Regions from separate parts of the Callithrix jacchus genome. Here region 2 is linked to region 1. The links are chromatin contacts, called in public Hi-C maps. All regions are on one chromosome and are shown on one strand. The core of a region is the stretch at or near the end of the contact, and the rest is flanking DNA. Distances in the headings are between cores, read along the strand shown.

Evidence for each region. A called contact is a pair of places that touch in the nucleus more often than the background predicts.
Region 2: a Hi-C map of skeletal muscle shows a contact between it and region 1, with 4 times the contacts expected there. The contact joins the promoter of KLHL30 here to the promoter of RAMP1 in region 1. A contact is called at or near these places in 2 of 3 Hi-C or Micro-C datasets (induced pluripotent stem cells and skeletal muscle).

The regions. Positions count from the first base shown.
Region 1 is chr6:159,153,995-159,159,300 of calJac240_pri, forward strand. RAMP1 (receptor activity modifying protein 1) reads left to right here and starts at 2,251. Exons shown (of 3, transcript XM_002749964.6): 1 at 2,251-2,350. The coding sequence starts at 2,299.
Region 2 is chr6:159,465,896-159,470,531 of calJac240_pri, forward strand. KLHL30 (kelch like family member 30) reads left to right here and starts at 2,538. Exons shown (of 8, transcript XM_035306206.3): 1 at 2,538-2,645.

The sequences.
Region 1 (5,306 bases), core at 1,001-3,500:
AGCACTTGGCCATTTTCTAACCTCTTCCATTGTTTAACCAAACGTCCCTCTAGAAGAGGTGCCCTGGGAAACGAATGATTTCCATGCTACCCATGACCACAATTAGAAACACAGACACATCAGACTGCGACTGTGGGAGAAAGGAAGCCCGGTAGTGGTTGCTAAGGAATCTCTTAGTCAACCAAGGTACAGACAGGAAAATGACCAGGAGAGAACATGCCCCTAGGTGCGTGCCTTACTTCAGCATTCTCCAGAGAACTGTGAATTTTAAAGCATATGAACTTGAGAAACAGGCTTTGTCTTAGGAACATGTGTGCTTTAGGGGCTGTTGAGAAAACAGCAGTGGCAGGGCTTCTGGCCTTGCCTCCTTACAGTCAAGCTTCAAAGAAAAAATGTTGGGAAGAAAGACTCCTGCTGAGCCTGATGAAAGAGGAGTCCAGTTGCCAACCAAAAGAACACGTAGCCAAAGTCCACAGGCTACAAGTGGAAAGGGTGGCTCAAGCCAGAGGCCCTGGGTGTGGAAGGTGAGTGATGGCTGTAGAGATTCAGGTTCCTCTCCCCACTGTGACTGGCCACCACTTAGTGCAGGATGCACAGCTGACCTGTCCCAGGGCAGTGCTGGCACCCACCTTCCCCACCAGCTGTGCTGCTCTTACCTGGCATGGCCTCTGGCTGCCAGGCCCGAGCTCGGCCTGCGCTTCCCTTGTGTGTTCTCTCCACCCAGCCCTCAGGACTGCCTGGGCTGCGTTGTGTCCAAAGTCCTTTGCCTTCTTACTTGCACGGCAGCTTACGCAAGTGTCCCTTGTTCCCTATGGCTCCCGCATTGTGGCACTTATGCTATTGAGAGTTTTAGAGGTTACCCCCTAGATTCACCAACTGAAGGGCAGGGCTTGTTGATGTAACACTGTCTTGCATGTAGGGACACAAATGTCTGTTAAATGAAGAAAGTAGGGAGACCGGGCCACCTAATGGGGTATATCTCCTAGGGTTCAAGAGGGGCTAATCAAGAGAGAGTGTGCCCTCCCCCACCATCTCACCCAGACCCCTCACTCTCAGAACTCTTGGGGCCCCGCGCAGTGGGGGAGAAGGCATGCTGGCCCCGAGGGCCCTCCTAGCCTGTGTTAGAAGAGCTGGTGGATGGCCTCCCTGTCAGCTGTCTCCCCTTCTCTGAGCTTACAGCAGATGGCAGCAGCCGCTCAGCCACTGACTGCTGAGGAACTGTTGGTCACTCAGCAGTGCCGTGTGACTGCAACTTCCACAAGAGAGACAGCTGTGGCCACAACGCTAGGGTGGTGATCCGTCCCCCTCCAGAGGCGGTGCATTCTTTAGCATGAGTATAAATTTACTATTGCTAAGAGTTCTCAGAACAGGTTATTGCAAGAAGGAACCCACTGCAAGGTGAAATCCAGCCACTAGTAATGCCCTTAGAGCCCAGGTCAGGCCTGTGCCTTCCAGAACTTACCCCTCCCCAGGCTTTCCCAGACCATCTCCAGAGCGCCCTCCTCTCACCGCTTTAGATAAAGGAATGCACCCAAGATCCCCCATCAGTTCTCCATGCAGCTGCCAGAGTGACGGTCCCCAAAGCAAACCTCGTCTCTAAGGACTCTCTGCCCAGACCCTCACAAACCTCCTGCCAGGCGCTCGCTACCCATCAACAGCGAGACCCCCAGGCCATCTCAATCTCCCCAAAGAGCCCCGTTCCCTCCAGCCCCCGGCCTCTTCCCACCCACTCATCCTGCAGATCTGGAGCAGCATTCCAGGGCCTGGGAGTGTGCGCCATCTTGGGTTATTAGGGGTCTTCCCCAGGCGCCTGGCGGGGAAGCGGGGGGGAGGTGACGCCAACGCTCCCCAGCGCCTGCACCTGGGAGGAGAGGTAAACGCGGTGGGGAGATCTCAGCCTGTTTGCAAAGCAAACCCCAGGCAGGAGAACCTCGGAGGAGGAGGAGGGGAAGATGCCCAGGTGGAGACCAAGGTGCCGCTCCCTCGGAGTCGCCTAGGAGACCCTCCCTAGTTTAAAAAGTGAGAACATTTCAGAAGGCCTCACTCGAAGTCCAAGTGTGCCGTCCCCCCCGGAGACGCCCGCGCGACTCCCCTGCAAAGTTTTCCCGGCCTCGCGCGCCCCCGGCCCTGGCACCCACCTGGGGAGCCACAGTGGGCCGGGCCACGCGGCCGCCGCCTCCCACCCCTCCCGCGCCCGCGCCCGCCCCCGCCCCCGGCACGTCTCCTCCGGGCGGGCGCCGCGGCGGGCTCAGTCCTCGGCGGGGCGCGTGGTGGGTGGACTGGGCTCCGCTGTGCACCATGGCCCGGGCCCTGTGCCGCCTCCCGCGGCGCTGCCTCTGGCTGCTCCTGGGTGAGTAGGGTCGGGGATCCGGGTCGAACTCTCTTCCCCCGGCCCGCCGGCGTCCTCTAGGGGAGGGGAGGAGAGGGAGGGCGCAGCGGTCCGCTGCCGTTGAACCTGGGCAGCCCGGGTTCCAGGCGGGAGGCCCCAGGGCACCGGGAATCAGAGGGTGCGGACCGGAGTTGCGCCTCTTGCCGCGGAAGGGACGGCTTTGGGGAAGTCGGAGAGCCGGCGTTCTGAAAGGCGTGGGGCGTCAGCTGCGCGCACCGGAGAACTTGTTTCCGGGAGAGAAACAGGACGCGGGGTTCCCCAGCCCCGCACCTCGGTTTCCCAGGCTGTGCGCCGCGGTGACCGCCAGCGCAGGCTCCCCTCCCTAGGCAGTCCCGCGTGGCAAAACCTGCAGGCAGGCGCCTCGCAGAGGACTCGGTGTGCGGGAGTCGGAGCCACTGACCGTTCGTCTGGAGATGAGTCAACACTGATCTCTCGCAGACAGAGCAGTCGCTTGTTTGCTAATGATGCCTTTTGCAGAAATAAGGCCCTCCCTTCTCGAGGCATTTCCATCGCTTTTTTTTTTTTCTTTTTTCTTTTGGTTTGCTTGTTAACTTGGCACTTCCGGCTAATAGAAATTTAGAGGACGGGACCCTTGGTGAAGTGGTGGAACGCGCTCGGCTTTCCACCTGCGGGAAGAGTGGAGATTATCAACTACCCGGTGGCCACAGGAACTGGCCACACACTCAGCAAGGCACGGCCCCGCTCACTGCCCCCATCTGCAGTGCGCTCCCAACATGCTGACTCAAGCCCCTTCTACACTGGTTGTTGCGTTCCGTGTATTTAGCTACCTTTCAACGGAAACCGAATAATAGATTACTGGCGTGGGAGAAAACCCAGTGCCCCTGGGAAGGCCAGAGCAGTTGTTTCTAGTATATGTGGCCTTTTCCCAGAAACAGTGATGTTGGTCAGAGGCACCTGCCGCACAAGTCCCCTTGGCCTGTCACTGGCACTGGGCAAGCAGTGACCGCCAGCGCTGTTTCTGTAGCTGGGGGAGCAGTTCGTGGCCCGGCGAGGAGAGGGGCCCGAGCTTCTTGGGAGCCATGGATTTCTGGTCCCTGTTTGTAAACCTCTCCAAGGAGTGGCAGATCGGCATGGAATCCTCCGAGGCCAACATAATATTATCTGAAAGCGAATCTTGCCACTCGAGTGTTTTGGCTGAAGTTAAGTGGAAAGCCACATCTCAGCGGAATCTTCCCTCCTCTTGTGTTCGGATCCATTTGGCTTGACGTGACCTTCACTGTTTTCGTTTCCTAAGAGACAAACATTTCTTTGTTAGCAAGGCAGAGAGCTGGGCTGTGGAATATTTTTCACATAAATAACCAAATAAATAAATGTTCTTTACTAGTGTCCAGAGACTGCACCCTCTAAGGCTTGTGTAAATAAAACGCTATGTCACGATCACATATACAGACCTTCCTTGTTTACCAAGAAAACTATTCATGTTCTGCTGGAAGTCCAAAGTCCTGTAATTTTAACATCATTTTGAGTGGCCTGGCTAATGTTATATCTTGGAAGGTTATGAGGTTATCGGTAAATTAATGTCATTTGGAGACCAGCTGTAATTCGTGGAATTACTGAGCACAGGCTGTTTCCTTCACAGGCTCTAGCACTAGCCAGATCTCCTTGGTGATGAAGATTCTGCTACCCAGAATGGCAACGTGGAATTTTTTTTTTTTTAAGAACGCTAGTGTGCAGGTTTAAGAACTTATCTGTGACAATTTTACAATCAAGCTATTTGTCTTAGGTAGTTATTGAGATTCTCCCAGCCATGGGAGAATCTCAGTTCACAGTTCACCCAGCCATGATGGCTCACACCTGTAATCCCAGCACTTCGTGAGGCTGAGGTGGGTGGATCACCTGAGGTCAGGAGTTCAAGACCAGCCTGGCCTACATGGCAAAACCTGACTCTACTAAAAATACAAAAAAATTAGCCAGGCATGGGGTGGTGGGCACCTGTAATACCAACTACTCAAGAGGCTGAGGCAGAATTGCTTGAACTTGGGAGGGCAGAGGTGGCAGTGAGCTGAGGTCATGCCGCTGCACTGCAGCCTGGGTGAGAAGAGTGAAAACTCCGTCTCAAAAAAACAAAAAAACAAACCTTAGGATCCATATGTAGTTCTTTTCCCTCCGAGCATCCTATGCACTGTTCTGTTTGCTGGAGACTAACGTAACCACATGCATTTTGAAAGGTTTGTGTAGAGACACCAAAAAGCTGTTTGCTAATCAGGAAGGAAGAATGCATGGCAGCCCTGGTTTCGAGTCCAGCTGCACTCAGGGAGTGCCGGCTGGTGCTGTCACACAGGAACTCAGTCATCTGTCCTGGGAAACGCTTGCCTGCCTTGGCTGTCATGTGGAAGGTGCGTTTTTGTTTTTTTTTTTAATGGCTGCGACATTAATTGAAATATATGACTCTATAAATAGAAGTAGAATTGGAAATGACGGGACACCGTAGGAAGTGCTGTGTGACTGCTTCAGATCGCCACGTGGTTTTAAATCCGGACGCAGTTCTCATGCCGGAGTCCAAATCTGAAGCATTCTCATTTGCTAATCAGTGTGTTTGTTTACCCTCTCTGTGTGTTCAGCTGCAGGAAGAAATGTCTGGATTTGTGTCTTCCTTTCACAGACGCCTTGCCAGTCCGAGGCCAGGGCTATTGAGAAATGTTTATATCCACAGTGGAAATGGTCGATTCAGCTCCGGGAAATGTAGGTGGAATCTTAAGGCTAGTTAGAAACGTCTGTCCTGACTTTTTCCCCAGAATGTACCCATTTCATAGCTTTTCATCAATTAAAACTGGCATCTGGCTGAGTGTGTGATGCGGGTGCCATGTGTAGAGTAAATTCCTGTGGAGATGCTGAGCCCAGAGAGTGAAGCCCTTTGGGCTTGCCTGCCAGTGCCCCACCCCCAACTGAGGCCTAG
Region 2 (4,636 bases), core at 1,288-3,787, 310 kb after region 1:
GTGCCTTAAATCCGTTGTCCAACTGACGAAAAACTCAGGACCAGAGTCCGCGCCCTAGCACCGTGGAGGCGCCGACATCAGCAAGGCGGCCACATGCAAAGCCCAGGAGCCTCCTGATGAATCAAAAACATCCAGGAGAAAGGGAGCCCTGTGTCCCCAGCCCATAGACGAGGGCAGGATGGATATGTGGAGAAACAGCGACCCTCGCCAAGGGCAGTGCGGGAACCCAGCTTCTCCCCCGCGTCTGGGTCAACGTGCAGAGGGGCGGGCTCCCTGCATGTCGGTGCACCGGCTTAACGCAAAGCCCAGCTCTTCCTAAAAATTTAATCTCTGAAGGCCATTTAAAAGAAGAAATGAACGAAGCTGCCATGGAGGCCGGCCTGCACGAAGGCCCCCAGCAACCCCTGCCTCTGGGTGGCCACAGCATGCAGCCCCGTTCCACGCTGGGTACCCCAGAATAGGATGAAGCTGCAGACATCCCTTCCCAGTGGGCAGCAAAAGGCCCCCCCTTCCGGGCTTCATCTCCGTTGCCGGCCTTGTTTCAGGGAAGCAGCCGCCCCGCTGGGAGCGGCTCTACAGAGGGACCTGTCGGGGGAACTGGTTCTGCAGCCCACAGCCCGCAAACCCTTCCTGCCTCACTCCCCACTTCCGATGACTGTAGTTGGACTCAGCACTTCGTGGGACCCTGCTGAGTCATCCCGAGGTGGAGCCACCGCACGCACGCGCTCCCGATGAGACGCGGAGAGACGAGGCTGCACGCATGCGCTCCTGAGGAGATGCTGAGACCACGATGCACGCACGCGCTCCCGAGGAGACGCTGAGAGACGAGGACGCACGCACGCGCTCCCGAGGAGATGCTGAGACGAGGACACACGCACGCGCTCCCAAGGAGACGCTGAGAGACGAGGACGCACTCACGCGCTCCCGAGGAGATGCTGAGACGAGGACACATGCACGCGCTCCCAAGGAGACGCTGAGAGACGAGGACGCACGCACGCGCTCCCTATGAGACGCTGGGAGACGGGGACGCACTCACGCGCTCCCGACGAGACGCTGAGCGACGGGGACGCACGCACGCGCACCCGAGGAGACGCTGAGACGAGGACGCACTCACGCGCTCCTGAGGAGATGCTGAGACGAGGACACACGCACGCGCTCCTGAGGAGATGCTGAGACGAGGACACACGCACGCGCTCCTGAGGAGACGCTGAGACGAGGACGCACGCACGCGCTCCTGAGGAGATGCTGAGACGAGGACACACGCACGCGCTCCCAACGAGACGCTGAGACGAGGTCGCAAGCACGTGCTCCGGAGGAGACACTGAGACGACACTTGTGCACGGTTCTAGGACCTTGGGTTTCAGGGCGGTTCCTTACGCGGTGCGAGATCGCTAATGCAGCAGACAAAAACATGTAACTAGCAGAGAACGAGGGTTTTCCATCTCAGATCCGAAGATGTCATCATTACAGAGCCAGATGCCTTCAAACAAGGTGGTTTGGACCCAAGAAAAAGGAAATGTGAACAGTGAATAGAGCGGCACCGCAGCAGGTTCGCAGGGAAGGAGGCGCCGTCCGACGCGCTGAGAGCGCTGGTGAAAGGGAACAAGGACGGCCTGGTGGAAGCCAGGCCCCACATCGCCCCGATGGAGTGGGAGGGGCTGTGCAGGGCTGTAACACCCCGAGGGCTGGGCAGACTGGCTGCGGACTGGGCCATCCGCACAGCCGGAACGTTCGGGCCCAGCAGAGGGGCACTCACACATTTTTTCCTTTTTCTGTTTGGAGATGGAGTCTCGCTCTGTCACCCAGGCTGGAGTGCAGTGACGTGATCTCAGCTCACCGCAACCTCCCCCTCCTGGGTTCAAGCGATTGTCCTGCCTCAGCCTCCCGAGTAGCTGGGAATACAGGGATTCACGGACAGCTAATTTTTGTATTTTTAGTAAAGACAGGGGTTCACCATGTTGGCCAGGCTGGTCTCTAACTCCTGACCTCCAGTGATCCACCCCCACCCTTGGCCTCCCGAAGTGCTGGGATTACAGGCGTGAGCCACTGCACCCGGCCTCACACATTTTCACGATTTCACGCTCAGAATCTATTCCGAAGGAATAATCACACAGGTGATGCCACCTTCATTATAACAGGCCCAAGTGGAAAACAGCTTGAACGTCCACGAACAGGTGGAGTGACCAGTTATCACTCCCAACTTCACAAAGTGTCATGTTATCCTATTGATTTGAAAATCGCTTTTTTTTTTTTTTCCTTCTTTGAGTCGGAGTCTTGCTCTATCCCCCAGGCTGGAGTGCGGTGGTGCGATCTTGGCTCACTACAACCTCTGGCTCCTGGGTTCAAGCGATTTTCCTGTCTCAGCCTCCTGAGTAGCTGAGACTATAGGCGTGTACCTGGCTAATTTTTGTATTTGTCATAGAGACGGGGGTTTCACTACATTGGCCAGGCTGGTCTTGAACTCCTGACCTCAGGCGATCCATGTGCCTCAGCCTCCCAAAGTGCTGGGATTACAGGCTTGAGCCACTGTGCCCAGCCGAGGTTGAAAATCTTATCTTCAAGTGCTGATCACATCAGAAATACAATATAACCACATGTGAGGAAAGGGCACTGACCGCACGCAGGCATGCTCATTTTGACAACAGGTAAGAGTTGGGAGCATGTTAATGGCAAATGGTCTTTTACTGGTGATTTCTGCTTTTTATTTTTCTGTTTTCCAAAAGGAATTATGTTATGTCTATCCTCATAAAGAAACTAGCAGTGTATTTTTAAAAAGCTGCACCACTCAGCAGTAATCTGTCGATGAGGATTCGTTTTGCGCCCCTGGTGTCAAGTTTCCCAAACTGACCTGTCATCTGAGGTGCTGGGGCTCTGGGCCCCACGGCGGCGGCTGTGAGGACTCCACACTTGGCAAGCAGTGCTGTTCCCCGAGCAGAGCCAGCTCCCCGTGACAGGAGCCTGTCATCAGAACCCCTGTCCTCATTTCCTCCAGCCCCAGCTGGGACTGCATTAACCCTGCATGTTCTGTCTGCATACAGCGGGGACAGTGGGGAAACCCGACACTCCAGCGCCTGTCCCATGGTGGTCCTGGACACAGCGAGAGTTGGGGTCTTCCCGCCCCCCCAACGTGAGGCTGACACCCAAGGCTGGGGAAAAGTCCCGGGTCAGTATGTGACAGGAGCAGGGGAAAGAGCAGGAGCGGGGGCCACGCTGGGCTGTAGAGGAGGCATGGACTCAGGGAACTTCTCTGGAAGGTAACACTGGGAGCACCTGGCAGACCTGGCAGTAATTTGTGTGGTGACCTTCTGCTCCATAGGCTGCATGCATCTCAGGAGCAGGGACTATGGCTTCCAAGCCACAACCAAGTCCTCAGCGGGTAGCAAGCCCAGCTGCTACGCTCACAGAACACATGCCCTGTGTCCAGGACCCCGGAGGTCAGGGCAGGCACCTCAACGTCCTTGAGAAATTCCCTAACTCTCCCAAGAGTGCGGTTCTGTCTCCCTGGGGGCCGCCTGGGTCTCTCTGGTGTGTAAGAGCGTTAGGACAATTCCTAGCAGCATCAAGAGGGCACAGCCTCAGCTCCTCTAGGTTGCAGCACAGCTGGAAATGGTCATACTGGTCAGGCCACGTGGCCAATGGGTAGAGGGCTGAGGGCTTCTCTCCTGTGCACCTGAAGCCCCTCAACCACGAAGCTCTGCTCTGACCACTGTGTCCCGTGGCCCCTCATTCCCCAACTCAACCCACCTGACCTTGTTCAGGGCCTGCGGTTCTGAGCCAGGTCCCCCAGGTGTGAGGCACTCCCCCTGCGACCTCCACGAACCAAGTGCTGGACGGGAGGCTGGGAGCCTGCTGATGTAGTGGTAGATGACCCTGTTGCTTAGGTGTCCTGGGCAGCCCCAAGGCCAAGGCCATGGGGTAGCAGGGGGAAGGAGCCCCAGGATCTCCCCGAATCTGAGGGTGCCTCCTCCCCTCTCTGGGCAAAGTGTCTGCATCACCACCATGGACCCCAAGCTTGGAAAGCCTCTGCGGGCCAAAGTGCCCTTATTCAGGATAATCGAATTTTCCCTTGTGGCAAAAGAGCAAGAGGACACATAGGTGCCGTCAGCATCAACAGTGAAGGCAGCACCTGTCGGTGTCGTGGCCCTGGGCTGAGGCTCTCTGGGACCCCGGTCCCCCACCATGGGCTCCACTGTTCCCACCTTGCAGATGAGGAAACAGGTGGGGAAGCTGCACCCTGCCCCCACTAGTCAGCCCAGCGGCCACAGCTTCCACCCGTCCTTGCCCTGGAGCCCTTCCTGAAGTCTCTCCGAGGCCATGTTCCCTCGAAGGCCTCAGTGGGCTTTCTGAGCTGACAGTCACTGAGGAGCCGGCGTCTCGCTCCTTCCCCCACCCGCCCAGCCCTCACTGCCTGACCCTCCCCCCGCCCTGCAAACAGAGGCTAAAAATACCCTCCTGTCCCAGCGTGGCCACCAGCCCAGCCCTGCCCCGCCCTGTAGGCCTCTGTGTTCCCTGGCTGCCGGCTGGGCAGTCCTGCTCTCAGGTCTGTGTTCTCAGCTTCGAGGTCCAGGCTGAGAGGTAGGATCCAGGGATCTGTGGAACAGGGGACAGCAGAGAGGGTGGGGGGCGGGGGGGGCTA